Linked DNA regions of Sus scrofa: regions 1 and 3 are each linked to region 2. A link is a contact called in public Hi-C data. All regions are on one chromosome and are shown on one strand. The core of a region is the stretch at or near the end of the contact, and the rest is flanking DNA. Distances in the headings are between cores, read along the strand shown.

Region 1 (3,612 bases), core at 279-2,778, 270 kb after region 2:
AGAACTTCAGCACAGTGGGATAACTGGAGAGGAAGCAACTGCAGAGAAAGGAAGGCATTTTTGTGAGCTCACCGCTTGCAACCTAGGTTTAAATTCTCTGGGCTGGTCTCCTGATTTTCATCAGGACAGCCAGGGAGTGTTTGGTAAACAGTGTAATGAGTAGTCGTGGAGACTCTGAGCAGCCAGCCCTCCTTAACCACAAAAACACAGGACAGTTGAGGTAAAAGAGAGAAATCAAGACCCAGGGACACACACGCCCCACCTGAAGGCCACCTTCCCTCAGGCACCCAACCCAAGAGCAGCATCCTCAAAGGCTGCAGCTCCGTGGGATCCCCAGGAGGCAGCGCTGCTCGCCCCCCGACCACCTCCGTCTAAAACAGAAAACCAGCGTTTTCAGCTCCTGGAGCTAAAAACCCAACTGAGCCACTGAAACTGAGCAGCAGAAAGCACCCCCTCTCCGCTCCAGGCCTCTCCGGATGCCCCGGCAGGCTCGGAACCCTACGGGAGGAAGGGCGCTCACGTTGCTCCAAACGACAATCTGGGAAAACTCCCAGGGGCGACCAGCCTCTCCGGCCTGCGTCCCCAGCCCCAGGACCTGCTCGCAAAAGGGGCTGGCCACCCCCCACCCCCCTCCCCGCCCCCGCCTCACCTACAACATTGAGCCTGGAGAGGGAGGGGAGGGTGGGAAGGAAGGAAATGGACGACGGTCATCAAAGGGCCCCAAATGAGCGCATCCGCATATGTGTCCGGGCTGCTCGGGCCGCCTCCGCCCCTCCAGGCCACCCTCGGACCCAGCCCTGCCCTCCTCTCGCCGGCGCTTACCCGGCCCCTCGGCTCCCACGCGGCTCCCCCAGCCTCCCGCGCCTGCCCGCGCTTCCCCCAGGGAACCCCGGCACCCCTCGACTTCCCCGCCTCCCCTCGCTAGGTCTCTCCTCAGGGCTCCCACCTGCCCTTCCGCAGCAGCCCTCTGACCCCGCGGGCCCCGCTCCCCAACTTCTCCCTCCAGAAGCCCTCACTCGAGAACTCGTCCGCTCCTCCGCGGCGCCGCCGCCGCCCCAACCCCGCACGCCCGGCCCCCGCCTCCCGCAAGCACCCCACCCGCCCTCCGGACGCCCCGCGACGCGCCCTCGGGCGCCCTCCCTCGGCCCCCCCGACGTCCCCTGAACGCAGTGGCCCCTGAACACACCCCCTCCCACAGCGACAGGAAGTTCGCGCGCCGCCGGCGCGGCCCCTGAGGCTGCCCTCGGGCGCGGAGCGCGGCCGCGCCGCGGCGGCCTGACAGGGCTCGGGCCCGGCCGCCGACCAGCGCCCCGCGTCCGTCCGCGGCGCCCCAACCGTCGCGGTGGGCCCCTCACCTCGGCCGCCGCTCGCCTCTCAACACGCCGCTCACTCCGCTCCAGCCGCGACGGTGACTCCTGCCCCGGCTCCGACTCCGGCTCCGGCCCGGCTCCCGCCCTCGCTCTGGCCGCGTTACCCAGCCCTGCCCTACCCAGCCGCTGCCGCTTCTGCCGCCAGCCCAGAGCGCCCCGCCCCCGCCGCACCCGCTCTGCTCGCCCCATTGGCTGCAGGGCGCCGGGCCCCGCCCCACGGCCCTGTAGGCGTCCCTGATTGGGCCAGAGTAGTTCGGAGGTGGCACGCCCCCTAGCGCGCCAAAGGGGCCTCCCCTGGGCGTCATTGGCGACTTCCCCTGTCAATCAAATAGGGAGCGCCTACTTAACTGAGGAGAGGGCGGCCGGGGTCACTTTCCTGGAGTCCCTCCAAAGCTGTGATTCGCCAGGCTTACTCCCCGGAGCCAGAGTGTTTCGGTTTTTGCGGGCACCCAAGGGTGGGGGCCGCGCCAGGGTAGCACCGCACTTGATTGGGAATTCAGGGAAGTTAGACATTCTGAAAGTTTCCTCTCCTACGGCATTCACAGAAGCCAAGGTCCTCAGGGCTTCGTCAGATTCACGCAGCAAGAATATATTCCACTTGAGCCGGCTTAGCTTAAGCAGGCCAGAGGTGGGGGGTGGTGAGTGAGTGTGTGTGTGTGTGTGTGTGTGTGTGTGTGTGTGTGTGTGTGTACACAGCCCACGCGAGGATTTAGGAAACCCATGCCAGGTAACTTGCTGGGGGTGGCTCTACATGAATAGAGGAAATAAATGGCAGATCCAGGATTAGAAACGCAGGTCAGCCGGACCCCAGGCCTGAACTGGTTCCACACCACCAACTTGATACCATCACGAGGATGGTACAGCAACACGGGACACGCTTAAACTAAAGGGTTAAAAGGAAAAGCCCCGTTCAAAATGTCGGACCCTCTAAAAACTGCTTCTACCTTTAGGTAAAGACTAGAAGAACGCGAACTCTTCTCGTGGACAGAAGAAACAGTGGTTTTCCCCTTTCTCAAGTATATCTGTTCTTGGGGGGGGGGATGAGTTTGGAATTTGGGATTAAAGTATACACACACTACTACATATAAAGTAGATAAACAAGAAGGACCTACTATATTGCATAGGCAACTTTTTTTGAATTTTATGATTTTTTATTTTTCCATTAGAGGTGATTTACAGTGTTCTGTCCATTTGTACTGAACAGCAAAGGGACCCAGATCATCTTTTTCTCACCTTATCCTCCATCATGTTCCATCACAACCGACTGGGTATGGTTTGCCCAGGGAACTGTTTTAAATATCTTGTCATAGCCTACAATAGGAAAGACTCTGAAAGATAATATATATACATATATATATGTCAGAATATATATGTCAGAACATACAAATGAGAATATATATGTATTCTGAATCACTGAATCTTTTTGCTGCACACCTGAAACATTAAAAATCAACTATACTTTAAACAAATCAAGTATTTGCTCTGCTGCATCATGGTTAATGATGATAAGTGAGAAAGATGAACCAGAAAGGCACCGCCATGTTGTGCAAGGACCAGCCACTGCCAAGAAGTCACTGCCTTCCTCTAGGGCTCAGCCTGCAGGGCCACTCTGCCACCCAGAACACCCAGAACAGTGTGTGCAGAGCCCAGCCATCAGCTGGGGTCTCCCAGGCCTCTGAGGTCTGCATAAATTCTGGGGGCACTGCTGCTCCCTGCCCTGGGACGATTCAGAGTCTTTCCCATGGTTTCTGAATTAGTGCCCATCACCTCTGCCTCCAGCCTCCTGCTCTTGCCCACACGCTCGCTGGTCCTGGCCATCATCCTTGTCTCTGTTTGCACACACTCACACCAGCCCCTTCATACACACCACCGGTGAGGCTAGCAGGGATTCCTGCAGACTGAACCCCAAAAGGAGGCATCTAGCCTGCCACTGCCTGGCAACACAGGACACCTCCTGAGCTCTTTGGGCCTCTTGGCCCAGAGGTCACTATCTGGCCACATGACCCAGGCAGCCTCTACACACTGGCTCCCTTCTCTTCTCTCCTCTTCCTTCTAAAGGCAAAAACAAAATTCCTTTCATTTTCTTTCACCACCAGTTTGACGCTTGCTCAACGCTTGGACTTTCACCTCTGATCCGGCAGCTCTTCCAAGGAGAGAGCTCCCCCTCACCAGCTTGCTGAGCATCCCAACTTGGACCCCGCAAACATTTCCCAGTGTTGCATCCAGCCTCCCCCATCAGATC
Region 2 (3,287 bases), core at 352-2,851:
CTCAGTTTCCTCACCTGTGCGAGGGGACAACACCACCTAGCAGGTGGTGGGAGGCTCAGAAAGGCACACGTGCCGTTTCCCAAACTCCAGCCATTCCAGGGCCTTGGGGGAGGTTAGTTCTGCCTGAGCCCCTCTGCTTCCATGTCCTTAAATCGATTCACTTTTTTCCTTAAGAAAGAAACTATGGGAGTCCCCATCGTCGCTCACAGGTTGAGAACCCAACCAGTATCCATGAGGGTGTGGATTTGATCCCTGGCCTTGTTCAGTGGGTTAAGGATCCAGTGTTGCCATGAGCCGTGGTGCAGGTTGCAGACGTGGCATAGATCCCGTGTTGCTGTGGCTCTGGTGTAGGCTGGCAGCTGCTGCTCCAAGTGGACCCCTAGCCTGGCAACTTCCATTTGCCCCAAGGGTGGCCTTAAAAAAAAAAGAAAGCGAGAGAGAAAGAAAGGAAGGAAGAAAGTGAGAAACAAAAAAAGAAAGGAAGAAACTATGGCATCTCAAGCAGAGAAAAAGTGTCACTTGCCAGAAATAGAAAGTAGCCCTAAAGATACACACGGTGGAAATAACAACAGCATTCTAGCTGTCACTGTGGCCAGAGGCCCGAGAGCGGGGCCTGCTCTTCTCTGGATAAAAAGCGAGCTCAGCCTGAGTGGCGAGTTACGCCGGGAGCCGTGCGTCCGGCACAGAACTGAAGTTTTTTCTCCACCTCCTTATAAAGGTAGTTTTCTCTCTGTGAGAGTCTGTGTTAGGAAATGTCACATCCACATGGCACTAAGTGACCCAAGGGCCCCCTGGCCCCCATGGGATGTGCTCACCTTCAGGCCAGCTGGGCAGGTTCCCCCACAGGCATGTCCCTCTATAAACCAGGATCTGGCCACTCTGGGTTCATGGTCAGTTTCTTGGCGTCTGGTGAGCAGAAAGTCCACTCCTGCTGGGAAGGCCAGAGGCAGAGGACCCACTGCTGTGCTTCTGGGCTCCTGTCCTGCAGAGCCCGTGTGATGCCTGGACCCACCTGTCCACCCACAAGGGGAACTCGCGTTGTTGATGCACTCAGCACACGGCAGGTCAGGAGGCCTCTGTGCACCTGCCCTGGAGGAGCTGAGGAACAGGGCCCAGGCCCAGAGACAGGTGCTTCCAGAGGGAAATGGGGGAGCGCCCAGGGGGAGGGAAGGCTAAGCTTCTCCCTTGAGCCTGTGAGCAGCCCCGGGAAGACACGGTCACGTGTCTGAACCCTCAGCTTTAGAACAAAGACGGAGAAGGACAAGGAGGAGTTCTGGTGATGGAAGAGGCGAGGGGGCAGGACCTGGGGCCTGCTGGTCAGGTGAGAGGCCCCCGGGTGAGTTGGGGCCAGACGGCCTCTGTCCTGATCTAGGCCAGATGGGTTACCTTGAGCAGCACAGGCCTGGCCTCTCACATTCAGGGCTGGGAAGGGAAGCAAAAGATGTCACCTGGGGCCTGCTGGGCTCCCGGGCGGGTGTGGAGGAGGAGCAGGAAGGAACTGAGGGCCCTGGAGGCCATGTCACACAGATCGCCCTGCTAGAATCCTGCCGATGCCTTGTTATCCAGCGCCCCCAGGTGGACGATGTGAGAATTGCAAAAAACGCTGAAAAAGGAGAGAGGCGAGCTGTGTAGCTATCTCGTCCCAAATGGTCAGGAAGTCACCACGTGGACCAGTCAGGCAACCGGGTCTGAATCCAGCCTGTATGACTTACCTGCTCCGGGCTCAGGCAGGCTGCTGGAATTCTCAGTTTTGTCATTTATAAAGTGAGGTTCCATCCCAGGAGTCCCTCAGCTAATTGTGGTCTCTCCCTACCCCCAGCCCCACCTCTGCCCCACTTGTTTCTACTGGTGTGGCCAAGGGGTGACAGGATGACAAAGCCTCACGGTGACCCTGCAGGTCTCAGAAAATCTTCAGAAGGCTGGAATACTTACACTGCCATCAAAGGCAGGCGACCCCGGCTTTGACTTTCATGTCACTACCACCCTGAACCACTCCAGGCAGGTTATTTTCCCTCCTTGGGCCTCAGCCTCCCCATCTGCAAAGTGGGGTAAATGAGATGGTAAGTAAAGCACTCAACACTGAGCGGACCTGGTCATCTTCCAGGTGGGATTATTTTGAGGATGTAATTACAATAAATTAATTTAAATCAAATGAGACAATGTCTGCAAAACATATGGCCTAGGGCAGAGTCGCCAGAATCAACACTAGTCCTGAGGGGAGGCTCCTCTCTGCTGCCTGCCTCGTGTTCCCACCCAGACCCCTGAGGGACCTCCTGGTGTGTCCCTGTGCCTCGGCACACAGAGCTGGGGCCCTGTCCAGATCACACAGCAAAGCAGAGGCCGAGGCCCGGGATGACCAGGGTGGACTTGAACTGAGGCTCTTGGTCTGAGCCCAGATGGAAACCTGAAGCTGCTCCCTCTGCCCATTTCAGATCCACCCTGTGAAGCCATGCAGTTGCGTGGAGGCGGCCAGCTGCTCCTCCCTCCTTTTCTTTTTTTTTTTTTAGGGCCACACCTGTGGAATATGGAGGTTCCCAGGCTAGGGGGTCGAATCGGAGCTGCAGCTGCCGGCCTACACCACAGCCATAGTAATGCCGGATCCGAGCCGTGTCTGAGACCAACACCACAGCTCATGCAACGCCAGATCCTTAACCCACTGAGTGAGGCCAGGGATGGAACCTGCATCCTCATGGATACTAGTCGGGGTTCTCTAACTGCTGAGCCACGATGGCAACTCCTGCTCCTCCCTCTTTTATCAAGCCTGGTGGAAGGGAGAAAGATGTCTTTTTCTTCTGCCCTCCTGCTTTTCGTGACCCCGGGCCTGCCAGATATCCCCCAGTGGCCCAAAGCCAGTCTCATATGTTAAGCTGGGGTCACGGGTGAGACATGAGTGGCTGCTGAGCTGGGCCAGCTTCTCCGGCAGGACCGCAGAGCCGTGGGGGCCGCAGAGACTATGTGGACAGTGGCAAGGGGTGGGTAAGGCCTGGCAGGGAACCGGGGACGCGGGATGTCCCGAGAGTTGCCCGGTCACCGGCATTCAGAGCAGACGGCATGGAGGACAGGGACAAAGAGCATGGGCTCGAAGAAAGAGACCCCAGCTCTGTCACTTGCCCAATGTGTGACCCTGGGCGACTGACTTGACCTCTGTGAGCCTCATTTGCTGAACGGGAAGAGAATCCTCTCTTTCACCAAATGTGTTTTTTGTGGGAGAAATATCGGAAAAGTATCTCATTAGATGCTAAGGAGGGATTTGATAAGACCTGACATCCAGTCCTAATTTTAGAAAA
Region 3 (3,733 bases), core at 1,102-3,601, 310 kb before region 2:
CACCCTGAGGTGATAGTTAATTCCACTAGCACACCATTTCACAGAAGATAATATGGAATTCCACTTTACCCCTACCTTGAGAATACTAAAGCTGGAAATTTCAAAAGTTAGCCAAACGCCAAATATTTCTTGAAAGAACTTTAAGATCCTTCCACAATACCCTGCATAGAAAAACCTTGGAACACCTTAGCCAACCAACACACACAGACCCAAACACACTTATATTATCTACAATTCCAAGTAGTAAGACATTCTCTGAAAAATCTTTTTCCTGATTAACTCCTTGCAAAGACAAAAAATAGGTACATTCAGCGTAGGCTAGGATATACTTTCTGAGAAGCACAGAACAGCATCTGGGATTTGTGGAAAAACTACTCTACTGGAGTATGAAGAAGAGACCGAAAACTAAAGGTGAGGTAGGCTTTTAAAAGTCAGGTAGAGGACAGCCTGCATTTTCAGGAAGTCCCCCTTGGCTAAAACAAAAGCACAAGACGGGGTGGGGGTGGAGGGAATACCGAAAACCCCTGTAATGTTTGACCTGGAAGGAAGCCCTCTTTTAATGCCATGAAGCAACTGGAGCCTTGGGAGGTAGGTAACTTGGCCAGGCTTATAGTTTATTTGGTGGCAAAACTGGAAGTAGATTCCTGGTCTTCCAGGCCGGACTTCAGCGCAGTTTCCCACTTCACCAAGCTGCCAGCCCATTTAAGATGTTTTATAAAACTCCTCACTGAGGCTGTTAACATAAGGGTCCAATTATCATCCGCAGATCTGCCGGTTAGATAATAGCTCGAAAATTCCATCCATTTTATACAGCAGTTACCAGAATCATCTCATCTTCCAGGGGGAAACAAAAAGCAAAGGGGAAAAGCGGGGCGGGGGGAATCCTAATTTTGGTCTGTCCCCTAAGGGCGAACTAAAGGGCTGCAGACAGTGCTAGTATCCACAACCACAAAAACACAGACAATAATCCCCACCCACAGGCCCAGGAAGGCGGCCGATCCTCTGCACCGCCCCCCCCCCCCAACTCTGTAAATTCCACTCCCATCCCGGCGCACGGGAGACGTTCCACCTCCCGCCGCTACCAGGGCGGGCTGGGCCGGATCGACCCCACTCCTTCAACCACCACTTCCCCCAACCCGAAAAACGGCGAGAAGCCTAGAGCCCCAGTCCCCCCAACGAGCGTACGCTCGCACCAGCGGACCACCGGATCAAACACCCCGCCCTGCACACCGCGGCGGGGGAGGGGGAGAAAACCCCACGCAGGAAGTGTGTCCTCCGCTCTGCTCCCCGCCCCCAGCGCCGGGACCTTGCGCCGGGCCAGCCGGTACCTGCCCTCCGCCCCCAAGAGGCAAGAAGCGGCCGCGTCCACATGGCTTCAGGTGTTCGCAAGGCAATCGACCGGCCCCCGGCCCTCCCCCGGCAGGGGCGCGCTCCGGCGCCAAGGCGCCCCAGCGCCGCTCCCGCCGGCCCGCCCGCCCGGCCCCTCCCCAAGCCCGGCCCTCCGCCCGCGCGCCTCGCCCCCTGCCCGCGGCGAAGCGGCGATGCCGCCGGACCCCCGGCGCTGCCAGGAGCCCGGAGCCGGCGGCGCTGACCCCGCCGACCCCCGGGCGCCGCCCGCTCACACCCGCCGCCTTTGCAGCCGAGGCTGCGACGAGCAGGTACCTTCCCCCCGGCACCCTCCGCCTAGGACCGGTGCCCAAGCCCTGCCCGAGTCCCAGGCCGGACCGAGTCCCCTCAGCGCCCTGATGCCGGGCCGGGCCCTTTCCCCTCCGCGCCCCGAGGCCAGGGCAGGCCGCTCCTCTCTGCACTCACGGGTCGGGCCGGGCCGGTCAGGGACAGTCCCCTCAGCACCCGAGTCCCAGCCTCGGAGTCCAGGGGCTCAGCACTCCCAGGTCGGGCCAGGCAAAGACCTCTGCCCTCAGCCCCACAGACCGGACACCCCGGCCTGGCCCCGGCCCCTCAGCCCTGACCCCTGCCCCTCCCCCTCAGGCCCTGGCGGCGGTTACCTGCCGGAGCCCCCCGCCCGGTCCCTCGGCCTCTGCCGGGGGCGGGAGGGGAGGGAGCGGCGGCGGACGGCGCTGCGCGGGGTGGGGGTGGGGGAGCCTCCGCCGCCTCCAGCTCTGGCGCCCCGGCCGGCAGCGGGGCGGGCCGGGGCCGCGGCCCCTCGAGGCTCGCTCCGGCCCGCGCGCTCGCTCCCGGGTCGGGCGCGCCTCAGGGTGGGCTCCCCCGGCGGAGGCCGCGGCCGCCTCGCAGGGGCCGAAAGCGGCTGGGCTCGGGGTTTTTTCTCTCCATTCTCCCAACACACAGGAAATAACAGAGCGTCAGGTGACGGCGCGCGGCCAATCGGCAGGCTCCGGGCCGCGGCGCGCGGGCGGGCGGGAGGGCGCGCGGCGGGGCGGTGCGCGCGGCGGGGGCGGGGCAGCAGGGGGCGGGGCCGGCGGGCGCGCGCGTGCCTACCCGCGTGCGGCGGCGCCGAGGCCTGCGCGCGCCGGGCCAGAGCTGTCCCCCGGCCCCGCGGCCCGGGTCGCGCGGGGGGTCCCCTGGGCAACTGCCCCGCGGAGCGCGAGCGTCTCGCCCCTCGCCCAGGGCCATCTTGGCCCGCAGTTCCCGGCCGTCCTGGGAGTGGCCGCGAGCCAACTTTCTGGGGAGTTGGTGGCCCGGAATCTCTCCCTGGGATTTCTGGAGTTCCCTGGAGCCTCCAACGCCAAAATCGCTCGTCGGGCAGCCTGCGGAGCCCGCGGGCGAGGGCACTCTCCCTCCCGATGACCTGCTTGGTGGGGCTGGCTTCTGCCCACCGAGCGCGCTCCGGGCCCGCAGGCCTAGTTTCCTTGCTGCCTCCACCCCTTGGTGCCGCGTGTCCTTGGATGAATGAGTTGGGCCCTCTCGAGCCTCAGTTTCCTCCGCAATTTAAAAAAAAAAAAAAAAAAAAAAGAGCAAGAAAGAGGGGAGGCCCATCAACTTCGTGTGTAAAATAGATGCTCACCAAATGCCAGTTGCCTTCACCTGAGGCGGAATTAAAAAGCTGCCACGCCTGGCTGGCTGGACTCAGGGTCCAGAATTAATTTGGAGACAAGGTGGAGGATTTGCGGTGCCAAGGCCTCAGGCCGTTCCCAGCCTTCTTTTGCAAACCTCATGTATGTTTTATGGAGCAAAAAAATGGGTGACTTTTTTTTTAAAGAAAATCTCAGTTGTAGAACAACCAGAGAGATGTTTGCACCATGAACCCACTGCTGTCCAAAGTGAGAAGGCCAGTGAGGGTGGAGTGTGTTTGGAGTGTTTGTGATTCTCCCTCTGACTCACCCAGAGACCCGGGCAAATTCTCTCCCCTCTCTGGGCCTCAGTTTCCCCTTGGTGCAATGGGAAGGAGGAGAGTTTGGACTAGCTGTCTCTTGGCTAAAACTGCTGATTCTAATGTAGGCCCCCATCTGTCCTAGATGTTAAGGGAGTGTGTGGCTTCCTTTCCTGAAGCAACCCAACTTGAAAGTGAATTGGAATTGCCAAGAAGAGTGCTTTGGGCAGCAGGTGGAGGCTGATAGGAACCAGGTGTGGCCTGGGGCCCAGTTTCAGTATATTTGAGGTCCACAGCTCTCCAGGGCCTGGCTCTACCTTTTCACCTCTCCCCCCTCACCAGAGGACACTGACACGTCACCTTGCCTTGGGCTGCCCAAGAGGGTCTTGGCTATGACAGTGCCTGCCCCCCACAACGGGATCTGAGGCAGGGCCTGCGTTTGGT

Evidence for each region. Hi-C and Micro-C count contacts between places; a contact is called where the count stands out from the background.
Region 1: a Hi-C map of embryonic fibroblasts shows a contact between it and region 2, with 2.0 times the contacts expected there. The contact joins the promoter of PACSIN2 here to the enhancer-like site in region 2. A contact is called at or near these places in 3 of 47 Hi-C or Micro-C datasets (embryonic fibroblasts, heart right ventricle and undifferentiated spermatogonia) and 1 of 2 datasets of contacts at active chromatin or transcription factors (alveolar macrophages).
Region 3: a contact with region 2 is called in a Hi-C map of embryonic fibroblasts, with 2.9 times the contacts expected there. The contact joins two enhancer-like sites. A contact is called at or near these places in 2 of 47 Hi-C or Micro-C datasets (embryonic fibroblasts and subcutaneous adipose tissue).

What each region holds. Positions count from the first base shown.
Region 1 is chr5:5,851,293-5,854,904 of Sscrofa11.1, reverse strand. It overlaps PACSIN2 (protein kinase C and casein kinase substrate in neurons protein 2), which reads right to left and starts at 1,528. Exons shown (of 11, transcript XM_021091423.1): 1 at 1,356-1,528.
Region 2 is chr5:6,126,290-6,129,576 of Sscrofa11.1, reverse strand. No RefSeq gene overlaps it. Among named protein-coding and RNA genes, the nearest start is that of A4GALT, 44 kb to the right of the region's middle. Within about 2 kb of position 1,601, at least 18 of the 83 cell types and tissues checked have an H3K27ac peak or open chromatin away from gene starts, as enhancers often do. A contact at or near this core is called in embryonic fibroblasts, where this site is marked.
Region 3 is chr5:6,435,554-6,439,286 of Sscrofa11.1, reverse strand. The region is part of intron 1 of TCF20 (transcription factor 20); the gene reads right to left. Among named protein-coding and RNA genes, the nearest start is that of TCF20, 7.2 kb to the right of the region's middle. Within about 2 kb of position 2,351, at least 55 of the 83 cell types and tissues checked have an H3K27ac peak or open chromatin away from gene starts, as enhancers often do. A contact at or near this core is called in embryonic fibroblasts, where this site is marked.